2 separate regions of the Sus scrofa genome follow, and region 1 is linked to region 2. Evidence: chromatin contacts called from public Hi-C data. All regions are on one chromosome and are shown on one strand. Each heading gives the region's core, a stretch centred on a gene start, on an enhancer-like site or on the middle of the called end of the contact. The rest is flanking DNA. Distances are from core to core; before and after follow the strand shown.

Region 1 (3,747 bases), core at 562-3,061, 180 kb before region 2:
TGGCCTCTAAAGCTGGAAACACCCAATGCTTACCATGGCACAGACTCAAATACCTAGCTGGCACACGATCAGGAAGTTGAGAAGGCATCAATTTTGGAAACTTGTCTCCTATTACTATTTCATTGAACACTGACAGATGATATTAGGACATCTTAGTAAGCTGGTATACTGGCTATAAAATTCAAAGAGCTGTGTTTTAATACAGTGTACCAAATGTAGTACTCAAATCTCAGCAAGCTACCGTAAAAGACACTTTCATATTTAAAAAACAGAAAGAGGGCTAAAACTGTAAAAAGGCTCCGTAGTGCTAGTCTTCTCAGGAGTACTGTGATAAAACAGCATGAAACCAATAGGACATAAAATCAGGTCGACAAGAAATTCTTCGCCACTCTAGACACTGACCGAGGTTCTATAATTGAAAATGCTTTCCAATCATATAATAAACTTAAGAAAAATGAAGATTCTTCAACTGCCTCTGAACTAGTCTTACTTTTATATCAACTTTTGACTATTTGAGAAAGTTGTGATTCAAGAAAACAGCAAATCCAATATAAACATTAAGATAATTTCTACCGTGCAATGATGAAATCATATTTTAAACACCCCTATATGGCCACCCCCTAAAAACTAGCTAATGAATCAACTCTTCATTTCCATAGGCTTCAGAAATAATTTAATAATCAAACCAAAGTTAAGATTCAATACAAAAAAACTACAAACAAGAAAAAAGACAAAAGAAAGGAGGGAGTTCCCTGGTAGCTCAGTGGGTTAAGAATCTGGCATTCTCATTGCTGTGGCTCAGGCCACTGCTGTGGTACAGATTCAATCCCTGGCAGGGGAACTTCTGTATGTGATGGGTATGACCAAAAAAAAAAAAAAGAGAGCGAGAGTGAGAGCGAGAGAAAAGAGGGGGGAAAAAAGGAAGTTAAAGGGAAAAAGAAAAAAATGTCAATTAACCAAAAGTAAAACAAAATACACCCTTACAATAGCATGTGAATCAATTTTCTTTTTTAATTTGGACAGTTGGTCAATATGTACCAAACACTCAGTGAAAAGTCTGACCATCAAGAGGTCAACTTTCAGAGTTTAACAGTTTCTAAAAAAGGATATTTTAGGAAACAATATGCCTTTATTTTCTAATCTTTCCCAGTAGCTCCATCTAATAAACTGTGACAAGCAATGCTTTTTATCGGCCACTTGGTGGCGTTATGCACACATTTATGATTTTAATAATTTCCTAGTTCAAACAATCACTCTTTATTTTCGGTGATTCAACAACTTTTTCCCTCAAATTTTGAGATGAAGTCTGGAAAATACCTTACAGACTCAAAGAAGCTTTTTTATTCAGCCCAATATATAAGGTTAGACAAAAATCCAAAAACATCATTTGCATTATCTAACTTTCTTGGCAGAATCATTACCCTTTGCTGATTATTCATACTTGCCCTGACACAAAGTTGAAGGAATGTTAATATGTCAAATGGCGTTTCCATATCTTTAATGGAAATTTTCTTCTAGACAAAATAATTTTTTTAAGTTTATTTTTCAATCTGGAAAGACCTTCTTCAATGAAAAAATAAAACTAACCATGAACATAAATGGGATACCAGATGAGTTACGCAAATAAATACTCATTATCAAGCACAAAAGTGAATACTGAGAACAATTTTAAATTTTAGGATAAAACTTCCTGACCAAATATTTCTAGCATCATTCATTGGAGTTACTTTGTAAGCCAAGAGGACTGTTGTGGTCATGTCCCCAGGTTACCTCATGCCTAACGCCTTAGCAGTTTTTCAAAAAGGCCTGAATATGATCAGCAAGGACGAAAGCAGAGCTTCCTCTTTCCACTGCACTCCGCTAGGGGCTACAGGACAAGACCTCTTCCGGCAGGAAGCCTTACTAGTCATCCAGGAGGCTGGACTCTGTTAGCAGACCCTTACTAACACTATTAAAAACTAGAGTAATTTTAATAGGTTTCTACGTTTATTGTAAAACTAGTGCATGTTTCTTCTAGAAATTTTAATACATATGAAAGAGGTTATTCTGGCTTTTTCTTTTTTTTTTTTTTTCCCCATTTTTTGGAGTCAGAAGCTTAGATTCTTTGAGCTTTCCTTTGGGGTTTTAGACTGACCAGGCTATACCCAAATAATAGAAAGAAGCTGAAAATAAAGGCAATCATACAAAAGGAGAAAGTAGGAGATGGGTAAATTATGGGGCTGGGATTGACATATACACATGACTATATAGAGAACAGACAGGAATGAGGACCTACTGTATAACACAGGAGAATTTACGCAGTACTGTGTGGTAACCTACATGGGAAAAGAATCTAAAGAGGAATGGATATATGCATACGTATAACGGATTTACTTTGCTGTATACCTGAACTTACCACAACTTTGTAAGTCAACTACTTATCCCAATAAAAATTCTAAAATATAAAAAAACAAAGGCCATCATAATAAAAGATAACCATTAAATCACCTATTTTAACTTGATAAGCCACTACAGCTTTGTATTTTAACGCTTACTAACAAAGAGGAACCTTATCTGGACTATACTTTTTTGAATAGCTCTTCCCCTTCTATTATTTCCACCGGGCCTCAGTTATCCATCATAGTATTAAATGATATAGTGGTTTTTAAGATTCCCAACGAAGAGCCTTTTGCATAGTACCTGGGCTCTAACATTATCAGAAATGCAGAATAAATGAGGCAATAAATCAATCTAATTGTACTAAAACCTATCTTCAAAAATCCGGGGGAAAAAAACAGCAACACTGCCCAGGTTGGCAGCTATATAGTGAACATATGTTTATGCGTATTTCCATTAGATCCAGCCCAATCTCACTTAGTTAATGGTAAAAGAGAGAATCTCAGGCAAAGTTAAGTTTATAAAGTTTGGGTTCTTTAGGCATATTTAGGTTCTTAGGTAACTTCTCCATGCCCAAACCTTGCTTTAGATAATTAACACTCAAATGCAAAATGGAAGGTAATAAAAATAAGGGAAATGAAAAAAAATATGAAATTTAGAATTACGGACCCAGGAGTTCCAGTCCTGGCTCCATCACTCCTAACTAAAGTGAACCTGGGCATGTTAATCTCTTATCTTTAGTCTTCTTATTCACAAAATGAGAATTAAAACATGTCTACTCCATAATATTATTCTGAGGATTAAAATTTAAAGATATTTGTAAGGCATTTCCAGAACAATGTCAAGCTCATGACTAGGGAAATGGTTCCTTCTTCAGATTCACTATGAGGTACAAGGCTGGCCTTTTAGACCCATCTCAAGCAATCAGGGTATTGACTTGTTTTGTTTAAATGGACAGAAGACAATCTCTTAGATACATAAGTTTTCATCATTAGAAGCAGGACCTGAATTTCCAGTATTAATTTCATGCAAAAAGTGGCTACTATCTGGATTTGGTTTCTATGTCCCAAACTGTAGGCACCAACTTCTTCCTACATTTAACTCTAAATCAGATGATTAAGTTTCATTAGTGAAGTAAAACAGAATAATCAGAAATTTAGTACACTGGAATAACTAAAAAAGAACACTGGACAGTATGATTCTGAAATACTGTTTTCACATATTCATTCTCTTGGAGGATAAAATTATCAACTAAATAGTTTCACCTTCTTTTCAGTTCAGATTTAGAGGACTTCGAGAAAAAGACTACTTAAAATGCTTGTAGCACGTAAATTAATTATATACTACATTTCCCTTCTCTTATGCATATGC
Region 2 (3,725 bases), core at 589-3,088:
TGGCCTCGGTTCAATCCCTGGTCTGGGAACTGAGATCCCACATCAAGCTGTGGTATGCTGCTGCAAATAAGAAAGAAAGAAAGAAAAAGATGAGAGAGAGAGAGAGAGAGAGAGAAAGAGAGAAAGAAAGAAAGAAAGAAAGAAAGAAAGAAAGAAAGAAAGAAAGAAAGAAAGAAAGAAAGAAAGAAAAGGAATCTGTGATCAATCAGTGATCAAGAAATGTGTAAACAGGAGTTCCCACTGTGGTGCAATGGGTTAAGAATCTAGCTGCAGTGTCTTGGGTTGCTTCAGAAGTGTGGTTTTGATCCCTGACCTGGTGCAGCTGGTTAAAGGATCTACCACTGCAGCAGCTGCCACACAGTTTGCAGCTGCAGCTCAGATTCAATCCCTGGCTGGGGGAATTGCCATATGCAGTCAGTGTGGCCTTAAAAAAATGTATAAATGCCATCAAATTGGAACCATAGAGCTCATTCCAGGGATTTCTTGCATCCTGTCTTTCTATCCCCTGAAAGTTCACTGTAGACTTTCAAACTGACCTTGATGAATTGTCGCACAGCAACACTGTGTTCCATTCTGACCTGTCAGTGGGCACCTGTTAGCCAGCAGTTGACCTGTCCTTTTGTCATCCTTTCCTCACCCGGTCTAGGCCTGGCGTACAGAAGAGGGAGAGTCATGCCAGCAGGACCCCTTGGTTCTTTCCCTGTGCTCCTGGACATCTTCCCTGAGTGTTTCACAAGACCCTCGATCAAACTTGTCCAAAACGGAACTGATGAACATCCCACCCAAACCAGTCCCTTCATCTCAGTGAATAGCTGAGTGTAACCACCAGCCACTCAGTTATCCAACCCAGAAACTCAGGCATCATTTGTGACACCTCTCTCTCCCCCATCACCCTGCAAACACAGAGTCCTGATAATTCTGCTCCCACAGGCACTCTTGAACCCATCCACCACCTGCATCTCCGCCATGGCCACTCTCCTGGTTCAGAGAACACTCATCTCTGTCTGGTTTACACAGTCACCTCCTCCTGGGTCCCTCTTCCTTTCTGGCTTCCACATTTTCTGATACACAGATCTGATTAGGCCTCCTTCCAGCTTAAAATCCTCCTGCGGCTCCAAGTTGGTGTCAGGACAAAGTCCATATTCCTTCCTAGGGTTTACCAGGCCCGGCTGATCCCGTCCCCGCCCATCACCGAGCCTCCTCTCTCTCTCTCTCTCTCTCTCTCTCTCTCTGCTCTTTGCATGTCATGCCTCACCCCACCTCCTTTATCACTAGCAGTTCCTCATTTAGGCATCTTGCGTTCCGGTCTTACACACTCAGTTCCCCTTTCCCTGGAACACTCTCCCTGCCCTCTCCCCACTTTTCCCCAGCCCCCTCTATCCAGCTAAGCCCTACTCAAACTTTAGGCCTCTGCTTAGATGTCGCACCTCCTAGGAAGCCTGTGAGCCTCTCCTGTGTGCTCCCAGAGGTCAAACACTTCTTTTGCCACAGCGTGGAGGCTCCCACTGCTTACTCTAATGTGGCCCCTATGGTAATGCTCACGAGTGTGTCCCCGGGGCTTCAGCAGCACCTGGAACATGGTGGGCACGCCTCCATAACTGAAGAGTGAATGAAAGAACACAGCTCTTGGCCCGGACAAGCTAGGAGAGAAGGAAGCTTCTCGGTGCCAGCCTTTTCATTTCATCTTCCCTTTGAGCCTCTCTGGATCCCTCCACCTATTTCTGTTGATAGCAGCTTGATGTCCTAATCCCTCTTTGGGCTCTCAAAGGCCTCAAGATCTTGAAAAACCGCAAGAATGAGTGACTCCCTCATGGTAGAATGTCTGAATCTATAACCGCTAATACAAGAGCCAATTTCAAGAGTAGGAATTCTTTGAATCATGCCACATCGCTGACTTCTCACTCTGGCATGTAACCTTGGCACGTTCCGCCTTCTTCAGAATTTTATAGGAAAGAGGAGTTAGTGTTGAATGGGTGTAGAGTGTCAGTTGGAAAGATGCGAAAGTTCTGGAGATGGGTGGTGCTGATTAAGTCTATTCACACTATACTGTGAATATATTTAATGCTACAGTACCATTAAAATGGTTACCATGCAATAAAACAGTACCATTTCATTCTATGTCTATTTCGCCATAATTTTTAAATTAACTAATTAATTAATTAATTTATTTATTTTTGTCTTTTGTCTTTTTAGGGCCATACCTGAGGCATGTGGAGGTTCCCAGGCTAGGGGTCAAATCAGAGCTATAGCTGCTGGCCACAGCAACACCAGATCAGAGCCTGATCTGCGACCTACACCACAGCTCACGGCAACACCAAATACTTAACCCACTGAGCAAGGCCAGGGATTGAACCTGAGTCCTCATGGATACTAGTTGGGTTCACTAACCACTGAGCCATGACAGGAACTCCTCACCGTAATTTTTTTAAAAAAGAATTTTATAGGCTAATGGTAGTTTGTGATCAGATAGTTCTCAGTTTGAACCTTAGCTTGGACTTTGGTAAGAAGCTGAGTTTCTGTATCTATAAAATGGGTATGATCATTTTTTAACAAATGTCTTTTGAACATCCATCAGGAGAGAGACAGAATAGCATCATGGTTAAATCAGCAACTGGTGCCCCAAATCCTGAATCCTGGTTCCCCAGCTCTTTTGCTGTAGGAAAACAGGCAAGCCATTTTATTTTTTCCCTCAGCCTCAATTTCATGATCTGGAAAGTGGAGAGAGCCATTTTTCCATTATAGGATTATTGTAAGAAATAACCGAGTTAGTGAAAATAGAACAGTGTCTGGCATGAAATAAATGTAATTAATTTTTGTTATTATTTACTTGAGAACGGTACCTGGCGTGTTACCTATAATTATTATATGTTACTATGTCCCAATTCTAGAATCTGGAGATATAGCAATGAACCAGATAAAGTCCTTGCCTTCCTGGAGCTCATCATTTAGTGATGGAAACAGACAATGAATAGGGAAATGTACAGTATAGCAGGTAGCACATAGGTGTGGGTGCAGTTACATGAGACAATATAGGTAAGGTGGTTGATGGAGTCAGATCCGGCTCATGATGGGCACTTACTAAATATTAACCCAGCTCCCCTCTCCTCTCCTTTCCTCTTTCTCTCTTTCTCTCTCTCTTTGGAGAGAAGCCAATTAGAAGCCAGGCAGTCTCCAGGCCCAGGGAAGCTCATGGCCATGAGCTGAGGAAGTCTCAGGAGCAGCTCAGGCCAGGGCCTCAAAAAGTTGGTGGCAGTTTCTGCAGCAGGTAGCTTCTCTCTTAGAGGAAATATGAATCATCTGCTGTTTGGCTTCCATTTCCTGGGAGGCCGCAGGCCCAGGAAATCTGTGGTTTGAGCATCACCGAGGAGATCAATTGAACCGGCTATTGGCGGTGGTGTGTGTTGCTAGGACCACTGACAACCATCTCTTGAGCCAAATGACTCATCTTGAGCTGGCTTCTCAGCCTTTTGATTGCATTCAGCTCATGAAATGAGTCGAATTTCCGGGCATAGGGTGATTCTTCCTCAGCCATTCTGGGTGATGGAGCACGCCCAGACCAGGCCGAGGCAGGAGGAAAAGGGGGTCCAGCCTGCATCCTCATCTCCACTTCACAGTTGATGGAAAGGAGGTCCAAGGTGGCCAACCACTTATATATGCAATGGCCAATGAGCAGTAGAGTCGGGAGAGCTTCTCCTGATTCTTAGCCCCCATATCATGCTTTTCCC

What was found. Hi-C and Micro-C count contacts between places; a contact is called where the count stands out from the background.
Region 1: a Hi-C map of embryonic fibroblasts shows a contact between it and region 2, with 2.4 times the contacts expected there. The contact joins two enhancer-like sites. A contact is called at or near these places in 3 of 47 Hi-C or Micro-C datasets (embryonic fibroblasts, fibroblasts and retroperitoneal adipose tissue) and 1 of 2 datasets of contacts at active chromatin or transcription factors (alveolar macrophages).

The regions. Positions count from the first base shown.
Region 1 is chr8:20,140,970-20,144,716 of Sscrofa11.1, reverse strand. The region is part of intron 3 of RBPJ (recombining binding protein suppressor of hairless); the gene reads right to left. Among named protein-coding and RNA genes, the nearest start is that of CCKAR, 57 kb to the left of the region's middle. Within about 2 kb of position 1,811, at least 4 of the 83 cell types and tissues checked have an H3K27ac peak or open chromatin away from gene starts, as enhancers often do. A contact at or near this core is called in embryonic fibroblasts, where this site is marked.
Region 2 is chr8:19,961,849-19,965,573 of Sscrofa11.1, reverse strand. The region is part of intron 1 of RBPJ (recombining binding protein suppressor of hairless); the gene reads right to left. Among named protein-coding and RNA genes, the nearest start is that of RBPJ, 31 kb to the right of the region's middle. Within about 2 kb of position 1,838, at least 17 of the 83 cell types and tissues checked have an H3K27ac peak or open chromatin away from gene starts, as enhancers often do. A contact at or near this core is called in embryonic fibroblasts, where this site is marked.